Linked DNA regions of Mus musculus: all the other regions are linked to region 2. The links are chromatin contacts, called in public promoter capture Hi-C maps. All regions are on one chromosome and are shown on one strand. The core of a region is the stretch at or near the end of the contact, and the rest is flanking DNA. Distances in the headings are between cores, read along the strand shown. Region 1 holds the start of Rpl37 (ribosomal protein L37). Region 2 holds the start of Skp2 (S-phase kinase-associated protein 2). Region 3 holds the start of Drosha (drosha, ribonuclease type III). Region 4 holds the start of Golph3 (golgi phosphoprotein 3).

Region 1 (6,127 bases), core at 3,317-5,816, 4.0 Mb before region 2:
GGTTACTGTTATTAGAAAGAAAGACTATGTAAATAAAGGCAGGCCATGTACGGAGCAATGCTAAGTATGCATTTGCAATTAAAGACATTACTTCTCTGACTATGGCACCTGAGATGGAATAAGAAATTTGAAAATCCTTCCCTAAGATTTATTTTTAGGTGCAAAGTCTTTTTTTTTTTTTTTCCTCAAAGAGCTTTTTCATTTTCTAAAGTTTTATTTGGTTGGCGATTTATAATTTCATGTTCTATGTACTGCAGATCCATGATGATGTGTGGTATATGAATGCGCAGTGTAGGCAGACTGAATCAAGGTAATTAGCATCCCCACGCCTTGCTTCTTTACGTATTTCTCTTGTCTCGCAGCAAGGCCAGGTCCTCTAACTGCTCCCCGGTTTCTGATGCTCACAAGCTTAGGAAAGAGGTTTGGCTGCTTTCTGTCTTAGGCTGTTTCATTGCTGTGAAGAGACCCCATGGCCACAGCGACTCTTACATAAGAAAGCATTTAATTGGGACTTGCGGCTTCTGAAGATTAGTCTATTGTCAGCATGGAGGGGAGCATGGCGGCATGCAGGCTGCTAAAGTAACTGAGAGTTCTAGAGCCAGATCTGTAAGTAGCAAGAGAGACACTAGGGTCTACCTTGGGTTTTTGAAGCCCCAAAGCTCCCAAACCCCCAGTGACATACTTCTTCCATCAAAGGCCACACCTCCCAACCCCTCTTAAGAGGTGTCCCTCCCTGAAGACCAAGCATTCAGATATGATGATGAGGCCCTCTTACTGAGACAACACTGACTCTTGCTATCAAACACAGAGAAGTCGAGCTGGGGCCCAACCAGAAGCTCCACCCCTACTGACTTAGCATCCGTGGCACTGGATGCGCTTTGCACAGGGCAGAGGTGAGAGCAGTCATCACCACCACTCAGCCACACAGCCTGTGAACTACCACAGTAACTTGCTGCAGAGATATACTGGTACAATGGTGGCATAAATATGGGAGGAACCAACTTTCTGATGGGATTTAAGGCCCACTCTGTGAGATGGTACCATATCTGACACTGCTTGGGTGGCCAAGAACCTGAGACTAGACAGGTCACCGGCTTAGGGGGAAAATCCATTGCTTTTATTCTGCTAAAAGGTCACAGGAATATAATGGTCCCTAATGACATATTACTATACCCATAGTTGAGTGCTTGGCTTAACCCTCATCAGAGAAACTTCTTGCTGTAGTTGGGAACTAACACACCCACAGCTGGACAGTATGAAGAGAATGAGAGATTTTTGAGCACACCATCCTAAGTGGGATGTCTTCATCATAACCCTCCCTCCTATCAAGGCTCAGGGACCTCATTGGAAGGGGAGATGAAAAGATTGCAAGTACTAAAAGTGACAGATGACTCCGAGGAAACAGTGTCTTTCAGATACAGTAGGACAGGTGCATGTGTGAACTCACAGAGGCTGGGGCAGCACCTACAAGCCTTGCACAGGTTCAAGCCAGAAGGAATCCTGGCACTGGGAGAGGGAAGTGGACATTGCTGGCAAAGGGAATAATCAGTTTTCTCCAGTAGACTCTCACTGGGTATATCAACACCACTTCAGGGCAGTCTTCGGGCCCAAGGGGACTTTTGATCTTTTCTTTGTTTTTGTTTTTCAAGACAGGGTTTCTCTGTATAGCCCTGGCTGTCCTAGAACTCACTTTGTAGACCAGGCTGGCCTTGAACTCAGAAATCCGACTGCCTCTGCTGGGATTAAAGGCGTGCGCCACCACGCTTTTATTTGTTTGTTTTGATTTTCATTTTTGTGGTTTTGTGGCAGGAGTTGGGGGTTGATAAGGGTTTTGTTTCTTTTTATGTTTGTTTTAAAAGAGAGAAAAAGAACATAAACTTGGATGGGTAGGGAGTTGGGGAGAATACAAGAGAAATCTGGAGGAGAAAAACAGGAAAGGAGGAGGGGGAGGGAGATAAGGGGAGGAGGGGGAGGGAGGGGAGAGGAGGGAGGGAAGAGAGAGAAGGGGAAGGGGGAGAAAAGAGGAAGGGAGGGAGGGGGAGGGAAGGGGAGGAGAAGGGAGAGAAGGGAGGGAAGAATAGGATATACAATTAACCTGGTCTCTATAGCTGCCAAAAAAGAAAAATTATAGAGAGTGTACTGGGCTAAAGAGTCTTCACCTGGGGCTGGAGAGATGGCTCAGTGGTTAAGAGCAGTGGCTGTTTCCAGAGGTCCTGAGTTCAATTCCCAGCAAGCACATGGTGGCTCACAACCATCTATAATGGGACTTGATGCCCTCTTCTGCTGTGTCTGAAGACAGCTACAGTGTACTCATAATACATAATAAATCTTAAAAAAAAAAAATCCTTTATCTGACATTGGGTGTGGTGGCACTCTCCTTTATCCCATGGCTCCAGAAGCCGAGGCAGAAGGACCTCTGTGAGCTCTCCACTAGCCCAGTCTTCATAGCTAGTTCCAGGCCAGCCAAGGAACAAAACAAAAATGGCCCACTCAGTTTCAGAAGCTGCCAAACTCGGTGCCGTACCTTAACACTACCTGCCAGCACCTGGGAGGCTGAGGCAGGAGGATCACTTGGCCTCAAGAGTTTGAGATCAGCCTGGGCAACACAAACCCTGTCTTAAAAATGTAAAGAACAGAAAAGAAAAAATAATGTCCCGCCGCTGTGGACACGCTCCCGCCGCCGCTGCGGACCTACCTAAACCTAGCAGTTGGGTAGAAGCCTGGAAACTTGAAGGGCTTCCTACAAGGCTCTGGAGCATAAATTTCAGGACAAAAACCGATGTGCGGATTTCCTGCACACCACAAAGAACAAACTCACTTTAGAGAGAAAAAATGATTTCACTGTCTGATAACTTCAGCTGTAGGCACGTCTTTGGATAAGGTCAGTGACATCCTGCCTCTGAGGGTGGGCTCCTTGGTGGTTTAACGCCCAGCCTACCCTTTCTTCACTAATGTCATTTTTCATAGTCAATGCTGTAGACACAACTCCATGACCCCATCCCAAAAGAGCTGTTTAGTACTCCAAGCGAGAGCATCCAGTGACGTGATAAATCCTGAGGTGGCAGAGAGCACTAAGGTTTCAGGTTAGTTAACCTTGAGATGGAGAAATTATCTAGGTGGGGTGAATGTAGTAACAAGCGGTCTTAAAAGTAGAAGAACACAGAAAACTGTACTACAACGTAAGGTAGGTTATTACTGGCCTGCAAGGTGAAAGACAGCAATTAAACAGCGACTGAGCAGAGCTACACCTCAGCACTACATTTCAATTTTAGTCAAACCAAGCCTCACTTGTGCTTCCCAGCAGAACTGTGAATGAGGCCGGCAGTGGTGGCGCTCGCCTTTAATCCCAGCACTTGGGAGGCAGAGGCCATACAATTTTAAGTGTGCGATACAATTTTGTTATCTGTAGGTACAGTAATGCAAGAGGACCCTAGAATTTATTTCCCATAACTGAAAGTTTACACCCGTTGACTAAATCTGTGTTGCTTCATGCTACTAAATTTATAGCAATTTGCCACCCAGTCTCCTAAGACTTATTTATAGTCCAGTTCAACCATTTGAATGCTTGTTTGCTTTCTCTCCCGTGTGCCCTATCTCCTCCCTCCTCTGATTTCAGTTTACTACTTCTGAGTGGAAAGGATTATACATTTTTCTTTCTACTCCCCTCCCCTAGAAGAAATTGGTACGATTTGCTAACAAAAAACAAAACAAAACAAAAAGCTTCCTTGGTGTTTGCTTTGTTCTGCTGTCCACTATCTTAAGATTTTTGAATGTGATAGACTAGCGATTCTCACATTTGTTTTAGAAAGTATGTAGATGGTATGACTGAGACTTTTCCCCAATTCATCAATGTTCGTACTATATTCTCCATGTTTCCTACTGGGATTGCGGACAGACAGTTGCATTAGCGCTAATCAAGGATGTCTAGGGTTACTTATTTCAAAATGATCTAGGAAAGTGTTTTATACAGTACAGACTTGCAAACTGTACTCAAGTCTAAAAGGGTCAGATTTCCTGGTGGCGGCGCGCTGGCTGGAAGCTGTTATTTAACAAGTTCCGCGTGTGATTCCTTGAGTGCGATCAAACAACTGGCCTCTGAATGACCACCGCGTGAAATCGAGTCGGCCCGAGTCAGAAGCTAACTAAGCTCCTACCCTCGCCGAGACACTTCGTGACTCCATCCTCTCACCAACTCTCCATACAGGCAAGCGAGCGGCCACATCAAAACGAACCTGGGAAGGCTGGCTTTCCCGGATCGGGATCCCAGTCCCAGCACTGCACAACCGCCAGGGGCGCCGCCACGCACTGGGTGTCTGACTCCCCTCGAGCCCCGGGACCGGAAACCAGACGGACTGCCAACACCGCAGCAGCCCCGACACCGCCAGAAACCCTCTCCAACCAGGAGGCGGGCCGCTGGGGAGGGCGGAGCCACAGCGCCAGGCACGCCCCCTACCGGTGTTGCAGCCCAATCGGCTCCCTGGCTCTCTCGCCCGGGAGACTACACCTCCGCACCCGAGGCCTGATAGGGCTGCACCAAGACCCGCCGGAAGTAGTTTCCTGGGCGGAAGCTTATCCACAGGAAGTGGCGGGGGTGCTTTCTCTTCCGGTCTCTTTGGCCTCGCCGGTAGAAGCAAGATGGTGAGTGTGGTTTCTGGGCTCTGTAAATCTCTCTCCATCCTTCTTCCTCGGGCTGTCCTGCCTGTTGCCCGGCGCGTCGGTGACAAGGTTGCGAGTGAGGGGAGCTGATGGGCGAGGAGACGGCGTGCTGTGGTCCGCAGGAACTGGAAGGATGGCTGCTGTGTGCAGAGCCCGGCCCACGGTCCTAGCGCCGCTGTGGGTCTCTCTGGGCTTTGGAGGAGACGTACGCACTGCAGCCCCGGGTGGGTGATCAGGACAGGCTTGGGGACATCTGTCCCCAGCCGCCGAGAAACCGGCTGCTTGGTGGGCAGTACCGCGACTGAGAGACGGGCAGAATGTTGTCCTTAACGCCTAAAGCCAAGGAGGCTTAGGTCCGCGCAGAGTAAGGCATTATAATGGTCGTGTGGATAGCCGGTAGTGCTTCCTACCTACCCTACCTGTGTGCTAAGATTTAAATCTTTACACCGTTTTGTCCCGTGTGGATCTTGTTTACGTCTCATCCATACTCATTGCTAAGAAAATGCCAGAGTACATTGAGAAGTCAGATTTCAGAGTTGCTTATATGTGGGGTTTTTTTTCCTGCTTTTTCTTTTAATGTGCAGACGAAGGGAACGTCATCCTTTGGTAAGCGTCGCAACAAGACGCACACGCTGTGCCGCCGCTGTGGCTCCAAGGCCTACCACCTTCAGAAGTCGACTTGTGGCAAGTGTGGCTACCCTGCCAAGCGCAAGAGGAAGTGTAAGTACTGTAATCCGCAGGCGGGCTTTTACCTTGACCTGAGGTAGCGATGTAATAGAAAACACATTTGGCACGCAACAACTTTGGAGGTTGGTTTGTTGGCTGAGTGGTTAAAACATAGTAATGACACTACTGAGAAAATGGGCTGACACTGGGTGCTTGGGAAAACCATTTGGAATCCTATTTTTTTTATTAGATAACTGGAGTGCCAAGGCTAAGAGACGAAACACTACCGGGACTGGTCGGATGAGGCACCTAAAGATTGTCTACCGCAGATTCAGGTACAGTTTTGGCTAAATGTCATTGGTCCTCCAGGGTAGGATGAAACTTTGCACTCTTACTGAAGGGTAGGAATGATACTGGGGTTTGGTGTGGGCCTGAGACGCCCACATTTGTCAAGACTATGAGTGGGATCTGGGGGGCAGCTTACTTGGATCTGCCTCCAGACTTTGCTCAAGTCTGCTAAGCTGTTCTGGGTGCCAGTCATAACATAGATGGGTATCTTTTTACTGGAGGCTAGGCCTTGATGTTCCTTAAAAGTACAGAATCCCCAGCCCCCCTCTTAGACTTTCCTGTGGGGTCTGTGCTTTGACAGGTGCTTTTGTGTTTGTCTCTGTTTTAAACTCAGTCCAGTTTTGTGAACTTGATGTGTAGTGGCTTGCTAGTGTTTGATAGGCTAGTGGCATGTTTTGAGCCTGATTAACCTTTATGTGCTTAGAATCACTCATCTTCCTATGTAGTATTGAGTAGA
Region 2 (5,934 bases), core at 2,727-5,226:
CTACTAACACCTCTGTCTTCCTGGCAGGCATGTAGCTGTGTGCAGCTGCTATATACTTTGTCCTTCCTCTTCAACTCCATTTTGAAACTCCTAAGAAACAGCAACCCTCCCTTATGTTCTGTCTGGGTCCTCACAGTGTTTTGCTTCAAAGATGACTTTTGTCCTACATCTGTGGACACGTAGATGTCATATTTTATAACCAAAGCTATGTACAATGGGCAAGTTAATCAAAACCTACTCATCTTAGCAGGATCTATCTCACCACATTTGGTTGGTCAAACACCAAATTGCTACTGTTAAAAACCCAGGCTCTAAAAATAAGAGTCACTTTAAGTTTTATAAAGAAAAAGATTTCTATATGTGCAGAGTCAGATTAACATTACTGTAGACAGAGGATGCTTCTCAAGCCAGTGTCAGAAACTGTGTGGACCATTACCTATTATAAGCCACTGTCATACTAAGACCTTTACAGTTTTACTCAATGTTCAGATGAACACTTTAAGTAGGAATTATTGCTCCATTTCACAGATAAGGAAACTAAGGCCCAGAAAGTTCAAGTCACTTCCCAAGGTAGCTCCCAATGGCAGCATCAAGGTTTAAATGTAGATTTGTCTGAACTTACTTCCATACCCCTCTAGTTAATCTCATATATTATTATATATTCAGTTATGTTTTCACTTTGAGACAGTCTTACTGCGAGGCTCATGCTTTCTAGAAATCCCCATCTTCTGACTACAGCCTCTTAAACTGGGACCAGAGAGACGTGCCACCATACCTGGCATTAATGTGGACTCACATGCTATAACCTGAAGATGACTCCCTTTCCAAAAAAGTATTGAGAAGCCCAAACAGAATTTTTTTTTTTTGAGACAAGAGTCTCATTGCGTAGCCCTGGTTGTCCTGGAAGTCACTGTATAGGCCAAAGAGCTTCCAATTCACAGAGATCTGCCAGCTTTGGCCACTGGTGTACTGGGTTCAAAGGCATGAGACACCACAGGGGACTACAAAACAGGGATTTTCAAGCAAGCCACGGATCTGCTCACCACCCTGTCTGCAGACAGCGCCCGAAGGAAGGACGGAAGAATCCATTTCTTTACGCTGGCTTTGCAAGGCTTCACTCTGATGCTTTCTTCAACGTCTTTTTCCATTCCTCACCCAATTTTAGTTTAGACTTTGGTCACCTCTTCCACTGCTTTCATCCTGACCACGGCTTATCATTCTCTCACTGCTCTACATAAATCTCTAGGGGTCTGCTGCCTATCCTCTACCCGATACAGTTCAGCCTCAGCTAACCAATGTGTCCCTTTGGAGGGGTCACCGAGCCGGGGCGCCAATGGTCCACTCTTTTAATCCCAGCACTTGAGGCAGGCAGATCTCTGAGCTGGAGGCCAGCCTGTCTGAGTTGGAGGCCAGTGAGTTACACTACAAACAAAGAAACCCTGTCTCAATGGACGACACTGAACGAGGGGAGAGGAGTGAGTGTTCCAATGAGGAAAGATCAGCCCCACCTGAGGCCGCACCTCTCCCTACTCTGTCCACTCTCACTCTGCTTTCCTGTTCTCCAGCATCTTATGTGGCTTCCCTTTACTTTAGGTTCCCTATGCCAAGGGACATTTTCACGCGTATTCCTGCATTCTCCCCTTGTCTTTGCTTAAAGGTCACAGCCCAAATAAGGATGTCAGCCAATAACCAGTTTGCAATCTATCTTCAGATTCCAAGACTTCCTCCATTCTGCCTCAGTTTGACCCCCTCTTTGTTTTTAGCCACGTTGGCCTAACATGTTACAGAAAGTACCATATCCATTGGACTTCCAGCATTTCCTCACTAGAATGGAAGTTCTAGGATTTGTCTGTTTTGTTCACTGCTATTATCTGGAGCCACTATACTGTGGAGGACAGTGTGCTCTCAAAAACACTTCCTGAATCACTCTTTTGAGACAGGGTTTCTCTGTGTAGCCCTGGCTGTCCTGGAACTCACTCTGTAGACCAGGCTGGCCTCAGAAATCCGCCTGCCTCTGCCTCCTAAATCCTGGGATTAAAGGCGTGTGCTACCACTGCCCGACCCTGAATCACTTTTTTAAATGACTAGGGGGTGGGGGTGGGGAAACCTTGACAAGCCTCAGGTCAACACACTATATTTACTCTAAGGCTGCCAGTCCTTGAGTCTGGATCTGCCCTGGAGGCGCTTTATTTAAAAATGTTTGGGGAATCAAGGAGTGGGAGTCACTAGTGAGAGAAGAATTTCAGGTAAATTCTGATCTCATCAATCCACCCTGCCTCCTGGAGACAGAGCTGAGAAGAAAGCTGACAATATAAATCTATTACAATAATCCAGGAAGAGATGATGAAAGCTTGAAACAGCTGCCACACAAGAGTGAAAGACACAGTGACTAGCTGGGTAGTGGGGGCAGTGGGGATGAGACCACATTTCAGGGTTCTATGACTGTAGATGCAATGTCACAGTAAGGGAAACACCACACCCCCAAGGGCCTGCTTGCAAGCGGAGCAATCTAAGTCTCTTCTACTTAGTAACATTTACCTTCCTAATGTGCCTACCAATAATCTAAGTCATTACCATACAAAGCTTGCTCAGATACAAAGAAGTATATAGAGACAAAAGGGGACCCTCTAAGATCCCTGCTTCTGTTCCCATATGTCAGTGTACTGAGCTGGACTTTGAGCAGGAAGATTCCTTTCTAAGGAAAAGGGCAGGAAAAAAGCTTCAAGTCAATTGTTGACCACAAGATAAAGACCAACCAAGATTCCTGAAGACTTAATGACTGGAATCCATTTCACTGCCACACTTCCAAACTAGGCAATTTTAGGCACCAAAACTAGGCAATTTTAGGCACCGATCCAAAAAGATTCCCCAAGGAAATAATTCAATCGAATTTAGTTAAAACAAAATAGTTCAACCCATTACAATACAGTTTGGATCTTAGTGTTGTGCATTACCTGGAAAGTTCTCCCGACTAAGCTTCGGCCGACGGATGATCACAAAGTCTTTGTCACTCCCTTTGCCCTTGACTCGTTTCCTTGGAGGGCTCTGGGGGTGGCCGAGGTTTGAGAGCAGTCCATGTGGGATGTTCTCACTGTCCACCTCCTCCTTCTCCAAGGCCGAGACACCCATGCCTGATAGCAGTTCAGAAGTCTTGCTGGAATCCCATCCCCACGTGAAGCTGGTGGTGACGTTGCCACTCTGGTCCGGAATCTCCTGAAGGTGCTTCCTGCAGAAGGGCAGACATTCTCTATTCCTTTTGAAAATACACCCCTAAATAATTCCAAGGTAGGCATGAAAGAAGAGTAAAGAATGGAGTGGAGAAAAGTCCCAGCAAGTGACAGTACTGCATTTTTTAAACGTGCCTACAAGCGAGAGAAATACAAGAATGAAAGAGAAAAATCGGGAACATATATACTTTGAAAGGCTTTGGGATTTATGGTCACGCAGAAGGCCTCAATAATTTCTTCCCGTGGAGGGAAAAAGAGGGACGGCACTGATACCATGACTCAAAGTAGAGGAAGGAAAACTTAATTAGGAAGCCAAATTAAACTCCACATTGATATTCGCACTAAAGCATTCATCCATCCTTTTTCTCTAAGCAAACATTCACATAACCAGATTATTTGAACAAGAAGCAACATTCGCGGCCTAAAAGAATTCAAACGGTTCATTCATGTTTTGTCCGGTTTTTTTGCAATCGGTTTACCTATGCATGGTGTCCACTGATTCAGGAGTTTTGAATGCTTGAATTAATTGAAGCGCTGCCTGCCTTCCAGACTCCTGTTTTAGCGCTCGGCTTAGAGTGATCCCCGGGGCCCCAGCAGTTGGACCCGCGAACTAGCAACGTTCCATCACCACCGCGCGCGCGGAGTTCTGCATCCCGCTCTCCAGCAGCCGCCTTCTGACGCCCCGTTGCCTGCTGGGAATTGTAGTTCCGAGCCTAGCTCGTAGTCCTGCCTGGGTTCTTCCACTCTGATTTCGGACCAACCCTCCAGATACCCACAACTCCCTGCGGCGCCGGGCGGGATTGAAGGAGGAGGAGGAGGAGGAGGAGGACAGGCAGGCGGAAGTGGGTGGAGCTCCGGCTGGCTGGGAAATGTCAGCCGATTGACTGGGAGCAGGTTTTCCTTTTCCCGGAGCTCACGGGCCTTCGGGTGATCACCGCCACGGTCGCCCGGGACTGAAGGATCCGTGACCCCGGCAGGCTGCGGCGGACGCGAAGCTTCTGAGTCCCTTCCAGACGCTGTCTGGCGAGGTCCGACGGTGAGCGTGAGGGGGGCGGGGACGCGTGAGGTGCGTCAGGGTCTGGGGTCCCGGCCCAGTCCCTGGCGGACATAGACTTGGGGGGAGTTCCAGATGGTGAGTGGCCGCCGCCGCCAGGCCCATCTCCGGGGTCTCGATGGCCCGCCAGGTGAGAGGCTGCGGGTGGCACTCCTGCCATTCGCCTTCCTCCACCTGGCAGTGGGCGGCCCTTAGGACTGGGTCTGTGGACGCGATCCTTTCCTCACTTGTAAACTAGGCTCGAGGACGCGGCACACCTCATGGGCTGGCACTGAAGATCAAATCAGCGTGCGAGGGGAAGCCTTTTTCGAGCTAAAGCGCAGCTCCAAGAGGAGCGATGGTTTATTTTTAAGGCGGCAGGAGCCAGCAGTGGTTCCCGCGTGCATCCTCTTGGATCCTTGATGAGTCTCCCAAATACCAAAGGGAAAAAGGGAGGCTCCGCTTGCAAGGAGAGACCACCCTGAAAGCTGTTTAGGTGCCTCTGACTCAATCCACAGCCTGTCCTAGAATCTCTCTGCCTAGAAACTATGCTAATTTAGCCTCTGAAGAGGTCGGGGGCGATTAGATTAGAATGACCATGCAAAATTCAGGTGTGCAAACTGTGCAACAGGGGAGAGGGTAGGGGGATGCATTTCTAGTCCAGTAAAAATGAAGATTTATAGAGTTGAGAAAAAAGCAGGCCACCTTCATCAAAAACATTAGAATATTGGTTTAGTATGTTAGATTGCATACACTTGTGTTTCTTTGTGGAGAGAGCAAGATTCGTTTTATAGTGGAATTAAATCCTTCATGCTCAGTTTTGTCTTTGTTTCTAGCATAATCTTTGCATCAGTTACTTCTTGAGAGGAAGAGATTCATGAACTTTTAGTTCCTGTGAGTGAGATTGGTGTAAAAAAAAAAGACCTTTTTGCAAATTGGTTTTACTTGAAAAGAAAGACTAGGAGAATAAGTATGTAGTCACAGTTTTGTTATGGAAAGTATCTAAAGTGAGACCTTCTGAAATAGTGTATAAAGTTATCTTTTGTTACTTTGAAAAACTCATTTGCCTTCTCTTGAACTTTGTCCTTTCTGTTAGGATGTAACTCGTTCAAGAGTAAATTCTAGTAAATATAAAACAGCCCTGAATTCAGCTAAGAGTTAGCAGAGACCTTAGGATATTTAAATTAGTGGGCACAAGGTTCTCTCTAGGAAAGGAAAGCCTATCAACTTTGAAATTAGGAGCCTCCTGATTTGCCTTGATAATGAAACCGGTGTTCTTTTGCATTTCTTTAATCACAGCTATTTCCATAATATACTGAAAAGGTTTGTATTGATACACACACGATTCTTTTTATTTTTTTTTTCCTTTGGTTTTTCGAGACAGGGTTTCTCTGTGTAGCCCTGGCTGACCTGGAACTCACTCTGTAGACCAAGCTGGCCTCGAACTCAGAAATCCACCTGCCTCTGCCTCCCAAGTGCTGGGATTAAAGGTGTGTGCCACCACTGCCCGTTACGATTCTTTTTGATAGAGGAATTGTGTCCATTGAAGATGTGAGGTTATTAGCTACATAGAAACTCACCATAGAGACTTTAAGAGACTGATCTCTTAAACACTACATTGTGATTGCTGCTAATGTAAAATATTTTATTTCCTGATTAATCTTATTTAATCTT
Region 3 (5,325 bases), core at 693-3,192, 3.7 Mb after region 2:
GTTCTTTACTGGCTTGCTTCCCCTGGCTTGCTCAGCCTGCTCTCTTATCGAACCAAGACTACCAGTCCAGAGATGGCACCACCCACAAGGGGCCTTTCCCCCTTGATCACTAATTGAGAAAATGCCTTACAGCTGGATCTCATGGAGGCATTTCCTCAACTGAAGCTCCTTTCTCTGTGATAACTCTAGCCTGTGTCAAGTTGACACACAAAACCCACCAGTACACTAAGATATTAGTTATCAAGGGTAGGAATGTGTGGGGGTTTGAAAAAGAATGGACCCAAAAACTCACAAGTGGTGGTCACAAGGGAGTGGTCTCTATTAATCCAATCAAGATAATCCTCCACAGGCAAGCCCTGCAACCGACTTCTCAGATAATTCTAGACTCTGCCAAGCATCTTGACAACACTTAACCATAAATAGGCTTCAATGTAGCCCTGGCTCTCCTCAAACTGTAATTCTCCTGCCTCAGCGTTCCAAGGGCTGGGATCACAGGGATCAGCCATCGCACCTGATCCCTATTTGGCTCTTTTAGTGGGTAGAAAAAAAAATGTTCTAAATAAAAATTTAAAAGGCAAGCAAACAAACAAAAAATGCAAATGTGAGTGTAGCAAAATCTCTTGTTTATCATCTGCTATATGTTGTATTTCAAATACATAAAATATGACTAAAAAAAAAGTCACATTACCCAAAGAGTGCTTCCTTATCAAACACAGTGTCTGCTGGCATGTTCACAGGGATAAGGAGGTCTGGGTGGGAGTCCAAATGTAAGAAACTTATATTACTGTCAGGAAGATGCTTCGAACCTATGGCCCGGTATATGAAAGGCAGAACCTGTAATACAGACACACACAGTGAGAACTGCACACTGTCAAGTGCAGACAAAACAAGAAACTGCACCAACCTGAAGTGCATCAAGTGGTCAAACATGGGAACATTAAAAAAAAAAAAAAAAAAAAAAAAAAAGCTTTACCATAGATGGTTTCTGATGATAATCTCCAACCACTCACTCTAGCATTAAACTGTGTTCCAGGTACTCTAAGTTTTAGGGCATTTTCTGTCCCTTTAGGATGGTGAAGTGGGACTAGATGACTTTTTCCTCCTACATGCTATACATCCAAGTTTACCAACAAATTAAAAAGCACAGAGTAACCCAAAGTTGGGTTTGTCTCAGAGATCTTCTTTCTTTCCTCCTTTAACTTTCTCCATCAGTAAATAACCCACTTTTCCTGGGGGAAGGGGTGTATCGCAGAGCTTCACTCTTGATCCCTTTTGTTTTATATCCAGAGACCCTCCAGGGGTCCTATAAACAAATCCAGACTTGCTAGGTCGTCTTCCAGAAGTCTACCCACTTTACGACTGCACTGCCATGTTGTACATTAATAAGCGCTGAAGGCTTTCCTCTTCATATGACACGAGCTACGATTATGGTCCCTCAGGTCCTGGCTAACCCTCTCGTTAAACCGTGGGATGATGACGTTGGTGGTGGTGGGGGACAGGCTGCAGCCAGCGTTAGGTGCTGGTCAAGCCTCTGCAGGCTGCTAGGGTTCGAATCCCTCCTGCCAGGGCTCCGTGGCTTGTGTCGCCCGCTCACCTCCTGGTGATCCTCCACCACCCACACCGGGAGCTTGGTGTAGCGCCTGAGTCGCGCGCGGTCGCCTCCGGTGTCACTCATGTCTCCGCGCGTCTCAGGGAGGCCGCGGGACACGCGGGAGAGGAGCCCGGCTGCCCGAAGCCGCGCGCCCCCAAGGCACGATCGCGGCGGAAACGCGCGCTCACCCGGTTGCGCTTCCGGATTGGAGGACGACACGGTGGAAGGGCGAGTGTGAGACCTGTAGACAATGTCGATTGGTCTATACGTCCGTCACTCTCGCTGATCCGCCAATCACGGTGCAAAAGGTGCTGCGACGCGCTCCGGAGAGTTTTCCCTCCCCAGGTCCGGATTTCTCCGGTTTGCCTTTTAATTCCCGGGGCTTCCTGTTCCGGAGGCGTGGGTGGCGCCTCAGCCGTGGAGGGTGTTATAGTAACCAGGCTGGGCTTTGATGGCGGCGACCCCGGGACTCTCTGTAGGTAGACGGGGGGCGCCTGATGGGTTTTCAGAGAACGAGTATCGACCTAAACGATCCTGGGAGTTGGGTCTGGGTGGCTTCGGGGCAGCTCTGCGGCCAGGGGGAAAAGAGCGACCCGGTACAGATCCCGTAGATAGGAAGCCTTTCATCTATTTGCGAAGCGCGAGCCGTGGTCCAGGCGCGGGGCCGCCCGGCTTGCGGGGGGAGGCGAGTCCCGGAGTCCCGTACTTAACCTCGCAGGCTGGCGGGAGATGCAAACCAGCCAACGTGCTCTTCATCCAGCAGGAGGCCGGGCTGCAGGTTGAACCTGGGGAAAGTGCGGGGTTTTCAGTGACTTAAAGGCACACCTTGCAAGTCTTGTGTGTCGTCGGTCCTGGACGAGTAAACTGTTCAGAATCGCGCCCTCGGTTTCCCTGCTTTCAAAGGGCATCCCAAGAATAGGTATTTCCCACTTGCATTAAATTCATTGATTTGAACTTCGCATCCATAGTACAGTGGTACAGTATCTAGCTTTTATTTTTGGAGGGGAGTGTGTGTTGAAACAGGGTTTCTCTGTGTAGCCCTGGCTGTCCTAGAACTCACCGTGTAGACCAGGCTGGCCTCGAACTCAGAAATCCGCCTGCCTCTGCCTCCCAAGTTCTGGGTTTAAAGGCGTGCGCCACCACTGCCAGGGCCTTTGTCTAGCTTCTCTAACGGAGTGTGCCGTTTTCTCACTGTGGAGAGGTGTTAATTCCCTGACTGTTGTCCACCTCTAGCTTCAGTAGAGTCCTTTTTATTCTCCAGGACTCTCTACATCCTTACTTTATTGTATTTATCACATCGCGTTTTTCTTTTTATAGTGTTCGGGACATCGTATTACTGTTGTTATTATATAAACATTTGTATATGGGTTTTGCGATCCTTGAACTCTGCAGGCTTGTGTGCCTTATAATCTTTGAGCCTACAGAGCTTGGGAAAGCGTCTCACGTGTGCTGGCTCAGTAAGTGATGGAATCGGTGAATGTATACCTCCCAGGTGGTTTTGAAAACGCGTATTTGTGGGGAGCGGTGGAAGGGAATTGTAGTGACTTAGAGGCATGCACAATGAGGGAGAGTCAAACTTGCCTGCGGTTTACTGTGTGCAGAGACTGTGAATCCTGCAGGAATGACTGAATGAACCCTTGATTCACGGACATGCCGGAGGAGTTCAACATGGGCACACACGACTGTCACAGACGGCAGATTCTGGTAAGCTCCGTAAAAGAAGTGAGTCTACACTAAGCAGTAGCAATCTAGGAGTGAGCTTGCGTTCCCAAGGGAAGTCAGTTCTTCACAAGAGGTTAGTGGATCGGTAGGAATTCACTGGCCAAGTAAGGGAGAGCAGAAGCAAAGACGTTTCCTGTTAGTGCTTGCTATGCTAACTGACCTGGAAAGTATGGGCTAAGAGGGGCTTTGGAGAAAGAAATCAGGTGATAAGCCTGGGAAAGTTGGGTTCAGGTTCTGTAGGGCCTCCAATGCCAAGCGTGGTGTTTGTACTCAATACTGTGAGTAGCCTGTGGTACCAGCAGTAGCTCTTTGAGTCCCAAGTTTAATCATGAGAGTATTGGATTGAGGAGCAACCATTTATCTTATTATTTGGTAGCTGTTTTTTATTGGGCCTTGGCTGTCCTGGAATTTTAGTTCTGTAGACCAGGCTGCCTGCTTGTTTCTGCCTCTGCAGTGTTGGGATAGCCCAATGTGTGTGTGTGTGTGTGTGTGTGTGTGTGTGTGAGAGAGAGAGAGAGAGAGAGAGAGAGAGAGAAAGCACTTTGTGGAAGTTCATTTGTGTTTACAATGTTCTGTGGGAAGAACTGAGAACAAAGTAAAGAATGAAGAATGGTCACTGTTGGTTAGTCAGGTTGTGGCTGTATTTGAAATTGAATTCAGGTTTCACTGGGATTTTTCTGTGTGTGTGTGTGTGTTGGTTTGATCCTAGCTCTACAGTGAAGGGAAATTTGTCTGTGGAGGATGGAGGACGTCTTTCCTTAAGTCTTTTACTAAACCAGAGACTGGAGGTGGCTGCTTTTGGTCATCTTAGCAATGGATAGTTTTGGGCTAGCACAACTGTCCAGCTAATAAGGACAGCAGGCAGTTTGCTTGGAAAATGGACAATAGCTCAGTATTTTGTGAATACAAATCCTGATTTTGTGAATAGGCTAAAATTACTGATAAGGTAGTTTTATAAATTTTGTAAACAAAAACGCCCCCTCCTCTCATTTTTAGCACTGGCAGTTTTAGAAATGTGTTTAAACCTTTTCTGTCTTGTAGAACCTACATCGTGAGCGGAAGATGTAGCCTTTCTACAGGACGCATCGAGATGCAAGGCAATACGTGGTAAGTGGTATTCTAGGAATGGCAGTTTCGAGAGCCTAGAGAAGAGAGGGAAGGTAGTGCGCCAGAGAGGGTGGGAAAGGTTCAGATACAGGGGAAGGGCAGGGACTGAGTTCATTCTGTTATCTGTGGTCATAACTTGTTCAGAGATTTGTGAGTACAGCTAGGAACCAGACCAGAAGAGTCAAAGAAACATCCTAGAGCCCCCTCCCCCAACCCCCATGAGCTTGCAGTTCTTGATGGCACGTCAGTGTTGAAGGTAGACTTACCTAATGATTGTTGAACTGTGATGCTTGCAGGACCTGCTGAGAAGCCGTGGAGAGTATTGTAAGAACAGGAAATCTAAGGAAGGTGTATTAGTCGGGGTTCTCTAGAGTTAGAGAATTTATACAGTGAATCTCTTCATTTCATAAGAAGACTTTGTTAGAATAGCTTACCTCTTTTTCTAGCTAACTGTGATGGTTTGTATATGCTTGGCCCAGGGAGTGGCACTATTTGGAGGTGGGGCCTTGTTGGAGTAGGTGTGTCACTGTAGGTGTGGGCTTTATTTAATACTCTTCATCCTAGCTGCTTGGAAGGCAGTATTCTGCTGGCAACCTTCAGATAAAGATGCAGACCTCTCAGCTCCTCCTGTAGCATGCCTGCCTGGATTAGGCTGTTGTAGTTTCCCACTGACTTTAATCACAGGACATGGTAGTACTAAGAGTTGCCCTGAGGGATCTCCTGCACTCCAGACATAATCCTTACCTCCATTGTGGAGAGGCTGTCCAATTTCCCCATGGTGACATGGATCTATCACCCCTCCTAACACTGTTACTCCTTTCTTAGCCTGCTATTGTAAGACTTCGACCCTTGGTCAGTGTACTTACTTTGAGATCACCCCCCACCCCCCCACCCCCATACACCCA
Region 4 (5,785 bases), core at 1,969-4,468, 3.2 Mb after region 2:
GGATGGGGTAACTAGAAGACATACCTGGCACATAGTTGACGGTCAATCAATAAAAAAGGTCATTGTCACTTTAGCAATAAATATTTTTATTTTTAAAAACTTTTTATTGGTGCTTTGTCAATTTCACATAGTGCCCCGGAAATCCTATTCATCTCCCTGACCCTCCATATCTGACCTCGGCCCTTGCAACACACACTCCCATCCAAAGAAAAGAAAAGCACAACAAGAATAGCAAAACCATCTGGTCATGGAAGCTGTAGTGTGTCACAGTGTGTCCCACAGGACACCCTTTTGCCCAAATAGCTTTACTTGCGTATGTTCATTTTAGTGAGTCATTGGTCTGGTTCGAGGCCTCTGGCTGCCTGCTGCACTGTCACTGCTGGATCCTCACTGGGATTCCTCTCAGCTCTCCTCTTCTGGCCCCGTGTCATGGAGATCCTGCGGCTTTGGGTCTGGACAGCCAGCCCCTTCCGAAGCTCCCGAGCTCCAGCAGTTCATCAATGGGGTAGATGTTGGAGTTGGTCAGCTCAAAGCCCTGGATCAGCCTGGATGGCAGCCGAGTTGGTCAGCCCACCCTCTTTCCTGCAACCTGTATTGTACCACCATAGCCAGCTTCCCTGCTTTGCCCAGATGAAAGGTAGGGACAGCTCTCCTGCCTACAGTAGCAGTCAAGGGTCAGGCTTGGCTCTCCTGAGTTCATGCCATTGGGGCCAGCTCTCCTGTGCCCACACCACCAGGGCCAGCTCTACCACGTTACCCCCGTGAGCTCCTGTCTGTCCTCCCCAATGCTGCAGCCAGCGAGGGGTGGGACCAGCTACCCCTAGGAATATTTGTTTCTTAAATCTTCCTCTCCTTGCTCCTCCTTTTCCTTCCTGCTTTTCTTTTTCCTTTCCTCTCCTTTTCCTTTCTTTTCTCTTACTGGGTATGTTAGGAAATCTAATTGGTGAGGAGGGTGCCTTTGGCAGACCCATGTAAAAGGGTGCCCCTGAGAAATTCCACCACACAGACCTGGTGTGAAAGATATTCAGGGAAGAGAGTGGAGTGAGAGCCTGGGAAAGCAGAAGAGGCAGGCAAGTGGGTATGTAGACATGCAGACAGATGGCACGAGGGCAGAGAAAAGGGTGGGGGGCGGGGGAGAGAAAGAGAGGTGTATTATCTACATGGAAAAATTAATGGAGAAATAACAGGAAAACAGGAAAATAAAAAGAAGCAAAATTATTATAAAATTTGAATTGGAAAAATCACGTACCGGCAAGTGAATAGATAGAACCAGATATGGATGGGGGTGGAGTGGGGGGTGGGGGTGGGAATCAAGATGTCTACCGCTGGAAGTTTAAGCCACATTCAAGGTGAAGGTGATGAGGATTCACATTTAAAACAACTGCAGCTGGGTGCTGCTGGTGCTCGCCTTTAGTCCCAGCTTGTGGCAGAGGCAGGATAAACCCTGTTTCCAAAACTAAAAAACAAACAAACAAAAAGCCCTCAAAACCAAAGCAAATAACAAATTGTGATCATTCCTTAGGTACTGCTCCTATCTCATCTATCTATCTATCTATCTATCTATCTATCTATCTATCTATCTATCTATCTATCTAGTGTGTGTTTTATGTCTGCTGTTCTTACCTGTTCATGAACTTGTAGAGGCCAGACGTTGACCTCAGGCATCCTCTTTAACTGTTTCACAGGCTTCCAGGATCTGTCTTTCTTAGCTTCCTAAGGCTGCTATTACAGGAATGTACTTGGTGCTCATGAGTGCTGGGATTTGAACTTTGGTCCTCACGCTAGCTCAGCAAGCTGTTGACCCACTGAGCCATTCGCTGGGCCCTCACACTGTTTCTGAGGCAAGGCTTCTTATTGGGACCTAGGCACTTACCCATTTGCTTGCCCATGTGGCGAGGCTCACTGGCAAGGAAGCCTCCAGGAATCTGCCTCTGCCTCCCAGATGCCAGTTTCTAATTTGTCCTCAAGTACTGTGCCCACTGACTACCTCCCCAACGAAGCTTCACATCTTACCCCATTTAAAAAAAAAAAAAAATCTCCGCAGGGACAGGAGCAACTAGCCGAACAGGCAGAGCCTGTACGCACAGCTTTGTGCTTTTTGGATTTAACCTTCTGAGTTAAATAACCATTTAATTTACAAAGGACATTTAAAGTCAGTTGGCAAAGAATGACCAGAAAGGTGAAGGAACAAAAAGGTGACGTGAATGGGAGAAACTGGCTGAGGACACATTTTTTTTTTTTTTTTTTTTTCAGGAAAAAGGGAAGGTAGCTTGGGGCTGTGGGTGGGAGGACCTACTGGGACTTACTGTCCCCGTAGGAGTTGAGACAACGTATTTGGGCGCGGGGAATATTCTGTCTAAACCTGGCTTACTCACTGCGTATGGTTACTGTTTATTTTAAATAATACTGGACAGACCTACGATACCGTTTTTGGATAATGTTTTCTCATAAGACCCGCCCTTCTACTTCTCCAAACCCTTCTCAGGTTTGGCAGTTTTTCCTTTAACTTGATTTGCACAAACTGCCAAAGGGATTGAACCTAGTAATTACATCGAAAATAGATTTAGGGCTACAAAGACGTGGCATGAAACTCAAGAGGTTTACTGTCGCTATAAAAGAATCCTAAGGTCGGCTGTCCTAACAGTACAGTGCGCCCTGACCACTTTACAGCCGCAGTCGGAGGTAGGAAAGTTTTACAAACACAATTCGTCAATTTGTTTAACCTCTCTACGCCAGAGCACAGTACATGAACAGCTTTAAACGCCCGAGTGTAGATGACTCCTTTTGAAACTCGGGAGTTTCACAGGCGAAGAGCCAAGTCCTCCCCGTAGGTAGTGAGGACCCGGGCTATAGTGGCTGATCCCCAGGGATGCTGAGGTCTCAGTGGGGTCCGCCCTAGCCTGGCCTCGGCTTCTGGGATCCAGGAGAGATCTCACTGGTCGCTGGCGCCAGGCCGGACCTTTAGAGTGAACTGAGAGGCGGATGAAAGCCGGGCAGGTCACCGATCGCAAACCTTTCGTCTCCAGACTCAGGGCCACTAGCGAGTCCAGAAGCTCAAGTGTCCGCCGAAGTGGGAGGCGGCTAGCCACGCCCCCCGCTCGCGCCGCTTCCGGCACCCCGGCCCCGCCCCGCGCCGGCGCTGCCACATCCTCCGGTGACGTCAGCGCGCGCCGCCATATTGGGAAGCGCCACCGCCGCCGCCGCCTCCGCTCGGGCTCCTGGGCTGTGTGGGGGGCCACAGCCGCGGGCTGAAGGCTCCCTTGTGTACCCCATCGACGCCCGGCCCGCCGGCTTCGCCCAGCTCCGGCTCCTCATGACCGCCTTCGGCCCCGCAGCCCACGGACATCGCCCCAGCTCCAAGAATTAACACGGAAGCTCCCGGGGCCGGGGCCGTGAGGGAGAGCCGGCCGGTCCCGCGTCCCTGTCGGTCCGGCGCGGCTCTTGTGCGGGAGCCATGACCTCGCTGACCCAGCGGAGCTCGGGCCTGGTGCAGCGGCGCACCGAGGCCTCCCGGAACGCTGCCGACAAGGAGCGGGCGGCGGGAGGCGGCGGCGGCAGCGGCGAGGACGAGGCGCAGAGCCGCCGCGACGAGCAGGACGACGACGACAAGGGCGACTCCAAGGAAACGCGGCTGACCCTGATGGAGGAGGTGCTCCTGCTGGGCCTCAAGGACCGAGAGGTGCGGGCGCCGCGGCCCCGGCCGGGGTGGCAGCCGGGGTGGCAGCGGGACCCGGGTGGCTCCAGGTGGGGCCCGGGTGGGCGCTGGCCGAGGCCTCACCTGTCCCTGCTTCCGGAGCCCCGCGCCCCTGAGCGCCCTCTCGTCCCAAGGAGTGTGGGAGTCAGCCCTCTCCGGCTGCGCTCCGAGTGCTCCCGATCCTCCCGGTACCAAGTGCTCGCTTGGGTTTTCCCGTCCTCTGCTCACAAGCACTCTTAGTTCCGAAGTCTTGGCGATCTTTGCGTTTCTTCTTCTTCGCCGTCTGCCGCAAATAATGGCAACTCCAACCCAAGACTGTTGAGATCTAAAGACTCGGGGCTACCGCGGCTCCCAAGTATTGAGTTTTTGCAGGTTTTAAGACCCGGGAGAGGTTCGCGGATCTACTTGCTGTCGGCCCTCTTTCTTATGTAAAACTTGAGTTGCGGCGCGCGGTTAAGAAATTAGCAAAGTTGTTTTTACTGGGTATTGTTTTAAAAAGTCAATACTAAGTTGATATAAAACCTAGGAAGTTACTTTTTGGATGAACTTGGTTTGAGCGAGCGATGAGTTAGTTTTGCGGTTAGATCTGCTGTCGTCCTTTCCGTTTTGCCATTTTAAGGGAGGGCTTGTGAAGAGCTGGGAGGAATACCAAGTTTGCGCTTTGATGAAAGACTGCAAAGATTTAGGTAGGCTTAAGTTGTGTTCTGACGTTTGGAAAGGTCACCCCAGATATTTAGGAATTTCACACATATAAGTTGAAAAAGTGCAAGTGTCCGTCTTTTAAATGTCTGGATTCTGTAGTTAATGTTTGATTGATTTTATTAATACCCATCCATCTCTAAAGATGATTATTTTTAAGGGCAGACTTGCAGGATTGGATGTTTCATAAATCATGTATGATGAGGTGGCCCGGAAGTTTGTTTCGTTTCAGTGTGGAAACTCTAGACAACACATTTTGAGAGTCAGACAGAAAGGTATTGGATCTTGTTTTTAAATACGTTTTCAGAATTCAGGAAGGAGGACAAGAAACAAACCAGAACAAAACTCAGTTCATCCTATAAAACAGTTTTTTAGTTCCTCAGACTTAGCAGCGGTAGAGAGCTGAGTTTTTCCAGGGACTGTTTGTGGTTCCCGGATATTAGATACTACCCAGGGAAGTGCTTCTTGATGCCTTAATACCATTCAGCTTGAAGACACTTAATGGCCCTCAGGCTGTGAAAGGGGCACAGTACCTGTTTAATTACAGTTATTATGAGGAATGCGGTGGTGTGTGTTTCATTTTTAGTTGTGGAGTGAAAAGCTAGATGTTAGTGTGTGGCAATGCGATTTTAGAGAGCATTCACTTAGGAAGTAATTAGATTTTGAAAGCAGGCTTCTTGTAATACACATTTATCTTTCCTTCCCTCCTTCCCTACTTTGGAACAAAACAGATTATGAGACATTTCTAGGAAGTACAAGAAAAACAAAATGAAGGTTACATTCCTGGGTCAGCATTTTGGTTCTGTATGCTAGAACTCGGTAAAGCTACAACGGAACAAAAAAAATTATTTTTGGTATTGTCACATTGAGAAACAATGGTGGAAAAATACCTTTTACTTTAGAAGCCTTACTCTGAATTTTTAATATAAAGCTGTTACCAGTTATTTTTCTGTGATTGGTTCCCGTGAAGATAATCTGAAGAATTTTTTGAATTTAATGCTACTACAACATTCAACTAGTTTTGTTTTGTTTTGTTTTTTAAACAATGGAAGTTCTTTGATGGCAGGTAACTGAGACCATCTGTTGTGGTTGTTTTGTATAAGTATACTTCATAAGTCATGGCCAAGGTTCAGCCAGGCACTAATTTGTAGCATGTGGGGGTGGGCACTTGTTTTTAAAAAAATGTAGGTACATATTTTTTCTTTCATCAAGTGTGTACACAGTAGTGACTAGTCCTATAAACCTATCACCCAGTCTATTTGGGGGATGGTCCCCTTGTCTTTTTTTTTTTTTTTTTTTTTTAAAAGACAAAGTCTTGGTTTCCTGGCTCTGTTTCCGTAGCCACTTAAGCTTTGTTCAATTTGTTATTAACTTAGGTTCTAGGGATTGGGA

Evidence for each region. Promoter capture Hi-C pulls out the DNA fragments that hold promoters and counts their contacts.
Region 1: a contact with region 2 is called in a promoter capture Hi-C map of pre-B cells, with 2.2 times the contacts expected there. The contact joins the promoter of Rpl37 here to the promoter of Skp2 in region 2. A contact is called at or near these places in 3 of 39 promoter capture datasets (the 3T3-L1 cell line, hippocampal neurons and pre-B cells) and 1 of 484 Hi-C or Micro-C datasets (CD4 T cells).
Region 3: a contact with region 2 is called in a promoter capture Hi-C map of liver, with 2.6 times the contacts expected there. The contact joins the promoter of Drosha here to the promoter of Skp2 in region 2. A contact is called at or near these places in 2 of 39 promoter capture datasets (liver and pre-B cells) and 1 of 484 Hi-C or Micro-C datasets (CD4 T cells).
Region 4: a contact with region 2 is called in a promoter capture Hi-C map of pre-B cells. The contact joins the promoter of Golph3 here to the promoter of Skp2 in region 2. A contact is called at or near these places in 2 of 39 promoter capture datasets (liver and pre-B cells).

Annotation. Positions count from the first base shown.
Region 1 is chr15:5,112,047-5,118,173 of GRCm38.p6, forward strand. It overlaps Rpl37 (ribosomal protein L37), which reads left to right and starts at 4,567. Exons shown (of 4, transcript NM_026069.3): 1 at 4,567-4,638; 2 at 5,241-5,376; 3 at 5,573-5,657. The coding sequence starts at 4,636. It also overlaps a transcript of Card6 not described here.
Region 2 is chr15:9,136,478-9,142,411 of GRCm38.p6, forward strand. Skp2 (S-phase kinase-associated protein 2) reads right to left here and starts at 3,977. Exons shown (of 10, transcript NM_013787.3): 1 at 3,707-3,977; 2 at 2,955-3,226. The coding sequence starts at 3,714. Lmbrd2 (LMBR1 domain containing 2) reads left to right here and starts at 4,093. Exons shown (of 18, transcript NM_177178.3): 1 at 4,093-4,263.
Region 3 is chr15:12,822,873-12,828,197 of GRCm38.p6, forward strand. Drosha (drosha, ribonuclease type III) reads left to right here and starts at 1,943. Exons shown (of 35, transcript NM_026799.3): 1 at 1,943-2,066; 2 at 3,193-3,295; 3 at 4,355-4,420. The coding sequence starts at 4,404. It overlaps 6030458C11Rik (RIKEN cDNA 6030458C11 gene), which reads right to left and starts at 1,785. Exons shown (of 9, transcript NM_029998.3): 1 at 1,595-1,785; 2 at 689-834. The coding sequence starts at 1,675.
Region 4 is chr15:12,318,278-12,324,062 of GRCm38.p6, forward strand. Golph3 (golgi phosphoprotein 3) reads left to right here and starts at 3,219. Exons shown (of 4, transcript NM_025673.2): 1 at 3,219-3,679. The coding sequence starts at 3,455. It overlaps Gm52210 (a long non-coding RNA gene), which reads right to left and starts at 2,301. Exons shown (of 2, transcript XR_003951630.1): 1 at 1,624-2,301; 2 at 66-1,456.